2 separate regions of the Mus musculus genome follow, and region 2 is linked to region 1. Evidence: chromatin contacts called from public Hi-C data. All regions are on one chromosome and are shown on one strand. Each heading gives the region's core, a stretch centred on a gene start, on an enhancer-like site or on the middle of the called end of the contact. The rest is flanking DNA. Distances are from core to core; before and after follow the strand shown.

Region 1 (5,303 bases), core at 295-2,794:
CAATTGCTCTTTGTGTTATTTCTAAAATTAACTAGTTCTTAAAATACTGGGAATAGAAAGAACCCAGGGTCCTGGATTTTTAGGGAAAGGGCAAAAGACATGCTGGAGTATCCATAAGACATGGACTCTGACCTGAAGTTTAAAAGAGGTCAAAGGACCCAGACCTGCACAAGCTCACAGGGGGGAAACAGCTCAGTCAGCCATGGCCAGGCCTGTTGAAAGGATTAGCATGGGCCAACAGGCTCTGTAGGGAAGGCAAACAGACGTACAGAAATGTCTAACTGCGTAACTGTTGAAACTCCACACAAAATATAAGGGCAGAGCTGCCTGTTCATAAATTATTAGGGATTTAACAGCGTTGCTAGGAGAGGATTAAGCCAAGCATGTGTGGCCTTGTGTGATCATACTGGGCCCCACAACCACAAGGTGCACAGCCACAATGTGCTCAGTACCTCCCTCAAACTGCGAGGGTCCATCGACGTCAATTCCCTTGGCAAGGAGGAGAAGCTCACTGGCTTCATCACAGAGCAAGCATGTGGACAGAAGAAACGGGTGGGTGGTCCTTGCTAGGGTACTCCGAATAAGGCTCTCTTCCTGGCCGCTCTCCTTCCCTTCCCTTCAGAGGGTCATTCCCTTAGAGGACAGTTCAGCCATTGTCTGTGCTCGCCCTGGGGACACTTGACCTTGTGCAGACATTTCTCCTGCATTCCATTGCTTTTCCATCTCCTACCTTCTACCAAATACAGAGCTTTATAAGTGATTTTTTTTTTTTAAATGGCAAGTTTGTGGGCTTTTATTAGATGCTGTAATTTCAAACTGCGATTACATGATGTCTGGGTTTCCCCGAGCCCAAATTCAATATCCTGGAGCTCGGGCAGTTTTGTTGCCTGGCTTCAGCGTGCGCCTGGGGTGGGGCCCTGGCAGGGATGGGTGCCCATTCAGCCTCTTAAAATCTTCGGCTGTGGATGTGAGCTTAACCCAGCTTCCTTCTTCCTATTCTCTTGAATTATGTTTACTGGCCACTGTTACTTTGTGTGCTTACATGGTGGGTGGGAGTGAGGAAGATAACTTTTGGAAGTTAGTGCTCTCCTACTTTGGGTATGGGCCTTGAACGCAGGTCTCTAGGCTTGCATGGACAGCCGTTCCCTTGCTGAGCGACCTCACCAGCCCTACAGGGTGCATGACGTAATCAGCTCCCTCAAGTTCCTGCTGCTGTGAGTTCTCTGTCATGATAAAATGTAACCTCCAACCAGGAGCCAAAATAAACTCTTAAAGAAAAAAGAGAAAGAAAGAAAGAGAAAAGAAAAGAAAAGAAAAGAAAGAGAAGACAAACTCACATGTGTTCATTTTCACAGTCTCTGACTCCGCCTAGATTGTCCTTGTCATCGCAGTGTTCATGATGGAGCGATACATTTATGTTTTGCTACTGCTGAGCTGTAATCTGTTCCGAACTCATAAAGTGAAGGCAGAATAAAGCAAGAGGCCCTAGGACTGACCGCAAGGAGCCGGTGAAATCACCACCGTTTTCATGTGACGAGCGCCACACACTGGGCAGCGAGAGCTAATCTTTTGCTCTGCTTTTATTTCTGGGAAAGGGGACCCGTGGCATGGAGATGACCTCTCGAAAGTTGTGCGCGGCTCCCAGGGCATAGTAACCAGGCTGCCAGTGCCATTTCCACCCAGACAAGCACATTCCCATCTTCATGTTAGTAACATGACAGAGTTTTCAGATTTCCCGTTCATTTGTGGAAGGTGGGAGCTGGAACCCATGCTCTTTAAGATCCAGCTTTCCAAATTCGAGCACAGGATGCATGCAGATGGGTGCTGCCTAGTCAGCCCACAGCTGCCACATAGATTTAAAAAAAAAAGTGTTGCGCATCGGACTTTTGCTGTTTTATCCAGACATTTACCATAGCCAACCAGAGCACTGAGAAAGCTGAATGCTGAATTTCACACTCACTTGTGACTACCCCGCCCTCTGTCAGACTGACTCTGCAGCTTGCTACTGCATTCATTTCAAAGCTACTCAGAGAGAGGACGGCTAGGGCATCTGCCAAACAAGCAGATGATTCTGTTCCCTCTAGCAAAGGTTCTTTCAAGCCTTTCCCATGAGTTTTGAAGCCTTGAGGCCCCCTCTACTGGTGGAACTTGTAATCCATCAAATAGTTCGATTTGGTGAGCTGGGTAAAGAGGACTCCCAACCCTCAAACCAAATCAAACCAAACTAAACCAAAAAACAAACCACTCACATCAGATCAGCAAAGACTAGAATCGTAACAAAATGTGAACATTTCCCCTCCCACCCCCCACCAACTTTCAAGTTTGTAGACGAGAAATAGAAGTCTAGAAGGTTTCAAACCATTCTCTCATAAATCTGGTGGGGGACACTCAAGGACATTCGGCGGTTGCTGGCTGGCAAAGTGTGGAGTTATTTCTCTGGAGACAGAAGTCCTTGACACTTGCAAGAAATTCTGTGTTCTGTTCACCTAAACCAAGGATTCCTAAACTCTAACCACTCAGGCATCTCTGAGGTGCTCTTGTCAAAGCCAAGGGCAGCATGTGTTACGACTTACGAATTCTCTTCCACAAAGCCACCAATGAGATTCCCTCGGTGTTACTGTGTGTATCACACTTTAGATAGAGCTGAGGCAAGAGACCTCACGCTTGTGTTTATGGCTACAACAGTCATTATTACATCCTTTCTTTTATTCTTAGTGTTGTTGTTGTTGATGATGATGATGGGGCGTGTGCGAGCACATCTATGTGCATGTGTGTGCGACTGTGTATACAGCTTTCCAGAGTCAGCTTACTACTTCCACTGTGGGCCCTGTGTGTTGAACTCAGGCTGTCAGGGTGCTTTTGCCCCACTGAGCCATCTCACGGCCCACACCCTTAAAGGGGCAGCTGTCTCTTGTTTGTGTACCTGCAATTTCTGGTGTTCTTCTCTCTTTTCTACAAGTCACTCTTCATTCTATCCCCACATCCCTTTGCTTTAATCTTCATATTTTCTTTACACCCATGTGCTCAGGAAAACTCTCCCTGGGCACTATGTCTCAGTTTAGACTCAGCTCTGGGAAACCGCATTGAAGTCAAGGCACATTGGATGAATAAAAAGTCCTCTGTATTCCCGTCTTTCTCTGGAACTTGAAGTGAGAGTTTTTGTTTTTGTTGTTTTGTTTTGTTTTTGTTTTCCAATTTCACCCTTAGAGTCTGCTTTCTCTGAGGAATTGACACGTGAAAATGAAAGCTTAAAAAAAAAAACAAAAAAACAAAATCAATCCAAATGTTTAATTCATTATCCCTTGAGGAGCAGGGTAGAGGTGCCCTGATGGCAGCCATACCTGTGGGAGATGTGGTGATGAGAGAAAAGCTGTGTTTATGAAGTCTTTTTTCATGTTCAACATTCCTGGGAAACTAACACAAACTTCATTTCTCCAGTAATAAAGGTGACCATTGTTCTTCTCCTGCTGGGTGCATACACTCAGTTTTCAGTTAGTTCTGACCTGCAGCAGGTTACCACTGTGAAACCCCAGCTATTAACAGCTGAGTATGTGTTTAAAGCTGCCCCACAGAAGGCTGGTGTGGAAACCTCTCATCGTGATGTGTGCTCCCTGCTTCACCCATTGTGTCGTTTCTGTGGACTCTCAGTGAGTCCTTGGGGTTCCCTTGTAAAAATTAAGAGAACAAAACAAAGCAAAAATATTTTATGGTCATAAGAGCTCAGAAATATTTGCTTTAAACGTAAATTTTATAATAATGAGCCCAGTACATAAGTTATAAGCTCTTCTTGCAAAGACATGGATTCCACGGATTGAATTTTCATTTGGTAATATTTGCATAGTACTTTAGAACATAACACAATGATGTAGACATGGATTAAAAACTCAGCTGCAGCTCTGTACTTCTCCAAGCCTTTTTACTCTGTAGAAAATTAAGTATGTTCAATCTTAACGACAGCTAATCCTAAAGAAGACTAATATAAAAGACTCTGCACCCCATGGGGTGCAAGAGGGCGCTAGGCATTTATGGAAGCTCCCCAAAGGGGCTCTCTCTGATGGCAACAGATGGAAACCCCAGGGAGAGGCAGGTTCCCACTGTGACTGTCACAGGCCTCATGGTGGTGCTTTGGCAATGACATCAGCCAGGAGATCAGCAACTGGAATTTTAGATTTCATAGAAGGATTTTTGCTTTGGGGTGTGTGTGTGTGTGTGTGTGTGTGTGTGTAGGGGACAAGGTGGCAGTAGCAGTCGATAAAGCCTAAGGACAGACACTCTTTCCTGCATATTATATCAGTAAATCAGGTGACCAGCCAAGGACCACCTGTTTTGAATTTGCGTGGCCAACAGTTTAGGAGAAGTTGGGCTGGGTCAGTGGGGTACACCAAGCACCGAGGGAATTCTTAGAAAGAACTGAACTTTTATGTGGAGCTTTCCCTGTGGCCAGGGCTATCACTTGTTAGGGCCAAAGCTGAGATATCACATCAGGTAGATCATTTATCTGTTTATCTATTGTGGGGAAGGCCGGGTTGCTTCCCTGGCACACCGAGGTTTTTACTGCACATGAATTAGTGCCCTTGCCATCTTCATTTTCATTCTATTATGTCTGAGGTTTCCCTGAAAAAGCCTTACACTGATATGGAGGAAATGTGACATTTGCAGCATATGTTTTCCATACAAGCTTCTGATTATAGGGGATTAATATCTACCTTGTGTTTTGGTCAAAATAAAGTAGGCAGACTTTAGATTTAGGGATCATTAAAGTAGGTCAGTTTAACTTTCTTAAAAATGTAATTCTTATTAGTTCCTTGAGGATGTCATATGTCTTGATCATATTTACCCTCACTCTTTACCAAACTCTTCACAATCTAGCAACTGGCCCAGCATAATCTGTGCTGCTCATATACTCATGGGTGTGGCTGACCTACCAGGGACCACACCCTGTGTTTAATTTTCTATTTATAGATATTTAAGTGAATGTTATCCCAAGAAAATAGGGCTGGAAAGACAGCTCAGTAAAGTGTTTAGTGTGTGAGCATGCAGGCCTGGGTTCATTCCCAGATCCCATATGAAAAGACTTGGTGGGGTGACGCACACTTGGAGTCCCAGGGCCAGGGACATGGAGACACACAAATCCTTGGGACCAGCAGCTTAACATGTGAGTCCCAGGCCAGAGAGAGACCCTGCTTCAAAAAAAAAAAAAAAAAAAAAACCAACCAAACAAACAACAACAACAACAACAAAAAAAACAAGGTGACTGATATCTGGGAAGAGTGACACCCAAGGCTGTCCTTTGTCTTTCTCTT
Region 2 (5,606 bases), core at 1,705-4,204, 110 kb after region 1:
GGTGGCTCACAAGCATCTGTAATGGGGTATGGTGCCCTCTTCTGGCACGAAGGTACACGTGCAAATTGAGCACATAAACATAAATAAATATATAATCTTTTAAAAATGTTAAAAAAGAATTCAGATTTTAAAAATGAATAATGCATCAATTAAAAGGGACGTCAACCTGGAAGAATGCTCAAGGAAACTGAGGGTTGGATGCACAAAATACAGACCCGTGTCTCTTTCACATCTACTGCGTGCATTTTGCAAAGAACCAAAAGATGATCACTGGATTCCCAAAGCCTTAGCTTTTAGCATTAAGAACGTGTGTCTTTGGGGTTTTTTTTTTTTTTGGTGGGGTATGTTTAGAAATACAGTTTATATTTTATTTACGATAAATTACGAGTGAGCACACTATAATATCACAGGTGTCTGAGCACACAGAGAGATCACTTGATGCATATTAATTGTGCAGAAAGCCAGATCTCTTGAAGCATCCCAAAAGACCCAGTTGATGGATTTCAAGAATACAGGGACTCTTCAAAGCTTACCCCACACTTTATTTGCCACCAGTGAACCAGGATTAAATATGAGACCTGTGAAAATTTAAAACTTTTTAAAGCCCCTCACTTAACACCCTTAGGTGCCAGGTTTCAGTCCCAAGAAAGTGGCACTAGCAAGCTAAACAGTGCAGAAAATGGAAGCCGTGATGGATGGCTGCTGGGTCTCTCTGACCTGAAGGATTGGGCTGGCATCATAAAACACAAAGCGACAGATTAAGCAGTTTACCAACACCATAAAAACCTCAAGAATAAACTCACTCTGAAAACCAAAACCAAAACCTTAAGAATCCCAATTTGTAACTAGACAACCCCAGACCCCAAACTGCATGCATTTCCTTATAAGCCTGTGCCCAGGAGCAGGGCTTACAGTTTCTTGGTAATGTCAGACACGATTATGTCCGTACACTTTTACAATTTACATGTCCTAAGAAAAATACCCAGTGCAGGCTCATGGTGCGGGAGAATTTATTTTCGCTAGGAGAGGAATGACCCATAACTCACGAACGGTGATGCTTAAAGTGAGTTATGGAGGTTACTCTCCTGTGAGAGGAAATGGATTGGACGATCCTTCTGCCCCGTTGTATGTTTGGTTATTAGCGCACCAGGTTCTTAATTATGTGTGGCCTTGCCTTTTTTTCTTTTGTAAAATAGATGTGAATAAAGAGAAAGCCAGTTAGAAGCACGGAGTGCCTGATGGAGGCTCTGCGATGCAGGTGGAAAGAGTAAAAATAAAAGCCATTTCACACAACTGAAGGGCAGGAACCTTAAACTTGCCTGAACCACTGTCTCCAACTGGTCCATTCCACTGATAATTTATGAGGTCCACAGCTGATGTTCTGCAGAAACATTAAACACCACTCCTTCCCTAAATACAAAATTTGCCACATGTTTCTGTTACATCTACGTGAAGATTTAAATGTTTTTTTTCCAACGTGCAAATTTGATTTTACTACTATAGCAAAGCTACAGAACACAGCAGTTTTGTTAAGGGAAGTGTGATTACGTACACTGGCGAGGTGGTGCGAGGGAGGATGCTTTTTGGAGACCTCAGACATGATTACCATTTACTTCAGTGCAGCCAGTCACAGAACTTATTGTAACCTGCCAATGACACAAGGAATTTGATTCTGTCTCCTGATGCGGGTTCTGGCTACTGAAATGTTTTATTTAACAACTGGCTGCCTCTGTCCTTCCCAAGGGGGCAAACAAAGAGCTCTAATTGTATTCCAGAGAGATTCCTTTTGGGGGAAATTTTTTGACCTCAAGGATCAGGACTTATCTGAGAACGTCAGTCACTAGACCGCGTGAGATGCTCCAGCTTGAGGCTGGGACAGATTTCCCCCCTAAGTGTCCCTTCTGTTCTCCAGCTTGAATTATTGATAAAATGGCGTGGCTATCTCCCCAAATAACCTTGTTGACAACACAAAGGTGGACTGAAGAACACTACCTCCACACTGAAGATTTAGGATCCCCAGTAAATGTCAGGAGGTGTCAATGTGTGTGCCGTGACACTTGGTTATTATTAGTGTTTAACTGCCGGTCCCCACCAGCGCCATGCCGCCAGCACCACCATAAATTTTAATGTGATCACGTGCTCTTCCCTTTTCACAGCCAGCGAATTCTGCAAGATCATAATATCCTATATGAACCCTAGCTGAACCTTAGCGTGATGCGATAAGAGCGAGATTTTGAGCAATGAAAGTTGTTCGTCATTATAGTGCTTAAAAAAAAAAAAACCAAAAACCAAAATCCCGGACGCTGAGCAACATAGTTCTTCAAATAATATTTCCCTAAGATAAATTCACTCATTCAATTAATCTTTATTGAGCCCTACGGGAAGCAGGGCAATGCCCTAGGTGATAAAGAGTCTATTTATAAGACACTAAAGAATCCTGACTCTTAAGGACCCTTTCTGTTCCCCTTGGAAAATCTGTCAGAGTACACACCATTTATAATGCAAACAAAAAGTATGTCTGTAACTTAGACATCAAGGCACGCCTTTTAGTCTACAGAATACAAGCAAAAAAAAAAAAAATCCATTCCTATATCTGGTTTACCCTGTCAGTACAGGAGCCCTGGTCATAATCTTTCATTACACATGTGCACAACGGGCTAGCATTCCTTTCTCCTTACATAAACAATGAGAATTTGTATAGATACCATTGGTATATAGGTTTTTAGTCTCTGTCTAGCCATGGTTGATGAAAGCATTATCTAGTATATTTATTAGAGGAAGGCAAAGCTCAGGAAAAAAAATTAACTATATAGGTATTTCCTTCAAATAAAAGGTAACCTTGAAGCTTTGATTCCGCAATTTTAAAAAAATTTCCAGCGAGGTGCATGGAACAAATCAATAATCGATCAATGGGTTTCTGGGTGAATGAAATATCCACCCACGTCTGAATAAAACTGCTCGTGCTATAAACTTCCCCTTTGTTTCCTTTGATTTCTAAGGAGCTAAAGTTATTTGGTTTCCTAAACATGAGGCTGGATGCTGTTGCAAACCATTTTGAGTGAATAATCTTATTTTCTCTGTGTGAAATAATTTTAGAGATAAAAGCTAGGAAGTTGGTGCAAATATGCATGTGAGTGTCCAGAAGTTTGTGGTTCCAAACCCGTTCAGCAGTGCCCAGCTGCGCAACTTCCCCCTTCTCCTAGACAATGGGGTTAGGAAAATGCGCGATCAAATTTCAAGTCACGTGGAGGAGGCAGGATTCTTCTTGCTAACGCACAGTCATAAAACAGGCCCATCTTCATAGAAGGGGCTCTGTTCCGACAGACCGGCTTTGTTGGTGAATATTTTAAAGAAAACATTTATTTTTGCACTGGCCTGAATCTGTCGCGCCAGAAGAAAAGAAGCACTTTCAAGGAAGGTTGGTCAAGGTTTGACCGCTCACTGCTTCCTCCCCCCCCCCCCCCAACACCCCGCCTCCGGATTGGTTGGGAAACTTTGCCTTGGAGCGCCATCTAGAGGAAATTCCAGCACACATCGGGCGTCCTTTCAGTCAAAAATTTCCTTCCTTCTTTCCTTCCTTCCTTCCCTCCCTCCTTTCTTCCTTCTCTTTTTCTGTCCCTCCCTCCCTTCCTCTCTCCTTCCCTCCCTCCTTTGCTCCCTCCCTCCCTGCCTTTCTTCCTGTTGGCTGGTGGTAACTTGAGAAGCAGAGGCAAGATGATCAAAAGTTCAACCTAATGTGACCACAGAATTGAGGAAGGGAAACTGGGGTTGTGGGGAGGGGTGGAGGTCTGGAGAGCGGATGCTGTGGAACACAGATGCTGTGTACATAGAAACGAGGAGATGGGGGGTTTAACTGGGAAGAGGGGAGGGAGAGACGCACAGAGGGAGAGGGAGGGAGGAGGGATACATAGCATTAAGGGTGTTTGAAAAAAATTGTAGGGAAACATTTTTATGTTTCTTAAAACACACAAATATGCAACATGTGTGTGTGTGTGTATATGTATCTATACAGTTTAAATGAAGTGACACTTGGGAGTGATACTATTCTCTCAGGAGCTTTAGACTATCTAACAAAACACCCAATGCTAGACAGGCAGGGAAAACTTTCTCTAGATTTGTTGGTCAAGAGAGTTGGAAGAAACTTCCAAAATAACACAGCTTATTGCTGTAGCTAGTGGTTGCCTCTCAGAACTTGCAGGCAAGGCCTGTTCCTAGAGATGCTACATACGTCAGATATAGTCGTTGCAGGAATAAAGCTAGAACTGACCTGGAAGCCTCAGCCCTGAAAACTAGCTTTCCTAGTACCTGAAATGACTATGCAAGTTGACAAAGCAGAAAAACAATGAATAGCCCCACCCACCTGCTGAGCTTCCCAACCATACAACGACCAGCACTCATCAAAGGTTCAAGGAAAGTTGCAATAGTGACACTGATATCTCGGAGGTGACAACAGCTGTCTACTTGGATTTGTATCCTGCTTAAGAGGAGGAACTCATGCTTAGTGTTGTAAACCTAGCCAACTACCTATGACTTGCAAGATCAAGGACCCTAGAGGAGAACCTAGCATGGCTATTTCCCCCAAGGGTACAGTAGATGTCTAACTGTATTCTAAATATGTATCCTTATACCTGCAGGTGTAGTTCTCACTCCTCCTCAAAGAAGCTTCCTTTTGCAGCTTCTTGCAGACCAAGAAGCTACAACTGGTCAAAACGCTGAAAACAGCAGACCGTGGAATGCTCAGCCTCAGCTGAATCATGCACAACACAACTCACTCCTTTACCCAAGGCTCAGGGGACATCTTCAGGGATGGAGCAGAAAAATTGCAAGAGCCAGAGCGTCAAGATATCTGCTCTGAGATTGTGTCTTCTACATAGGACAGGGAAACTGCACCCAGGAAGTCTCAACAGCATGGCTGCCTAACCAAGATCTGTATAACACACCTGTTAACATACCAATATAGAGGAGGGAAATGTCACAAGGCCCCACTTCCAGATGAAGATCTAGAGGCAATGAATGGCTTCTGAGAGACGAAGTCTCAGTCTTCTCCAGGGACGGGCTCTCTGATGTGTTATCCAATCCCAAATGGTCAGCCCTAAACATATGTACATGCTAGCAACATCAAACAGACTCAGAAAGCTGTGTATATAACCAGAACTAATGATATAATTACAATTATGCGATTAAAGAAGATGAGGTCATGAATCTGAGAGGGAGTAGGGGGCAAGGAAAGGGGGATGAACAAGGTGGGGTGGAAAGTATTAAATACAGTATTCATGTATAAAATTCTCAAAAAAATAATGCCAAGTCAGGAGGCAGAGTATGTGGCAAGTATATTTGGTAGGAAGTGAATGAAATCAAAATACATTGTATGTATGATAGAAATTATTAAAGAGATCAAAACATTATGTTTTTAAAAAGAAGTTCAAGGGCAATGTCATCTACATAGCTAGTTTAAGGTCATTGAAGGGCAGCCTGGACTACATGAGACTGTCTGCAAAAAACAGACAAAAAAGAAAAGAAAAGAAAAGAAAAGAAAAGAAAAGAAACCAGATTAATAGAAAAGTTTGGTTTGGGTTTTAACTCGTTAGAATTAGAATATGTGGACC

The links. Hi-C and Micro-C count contacts between places; a contact is called where the count stands out from the background.
Region 2: a contact with region 1 is called in a Hi-C map of the N1E-115 cell line, with 5 times the contacts expected there. The contact joins two enhancer-like sites. A contact is called at or near these places in 16 of 39 promoter capture datasets (the 3T3-L1 cell line, 3T3-L1-derived adipocytes, the HPC-7 cell line and 9 more), 25 of 484 Hi-C or Micro-C datasets (the 3T3-L1 cell line, 3T3-L1-derived adipocytes, the HL-1 cell line and 15 more), 18 of 115 datasets of contacts at active chromatin or transcription factors (bone marrow-derived macrophages, craniofacial prominence, embryonic basal ganglia and 9 more) and 1 of 9 other capture datasets (embryonic stem cells).

The regions. Positions count from the first base shown.
Region 1 is chr2:75,963,112-75,968,414 of GRCm38.p6, forward strand. No RefSeq gene overlaps it. Among named protein-coding and RNA genes, the nearest start is that of Ttc30a2, 12 kb to the right of the region's middle. Within about 2 kb of position 1,545, at least 130 of the 459 cell types and tissues checked have an H3K27ac peak or open chromatin away from gene starts, as enhancers often do. A contact at or near this core is called in the N1E-115 cell line, bone marrow-derived macrophages, cerebellum and 5 more, where this site is marked.
Region 2 is chr2:76,067,312-76,072,917 of GRCm38.p6, forward strand. The region is part of intron 12 of Pde11a (phosphodiesterase 11A); the gene reads right to left. Among named protein-coding and RNA genes, the nearest start is that of Gm52518, 34 kb to the left of the region's middle. Within about 2 kb of position 2,955, at least 252 of the 459 cell types and tissues checked have an H3K27ac peak or open chromatin away from gene starts, as enhancers often do. A contact at or near this core is called in the N1E-115 cell line, bone marrow-derived macrophages, cerebellum and 5 more, where this site is marked.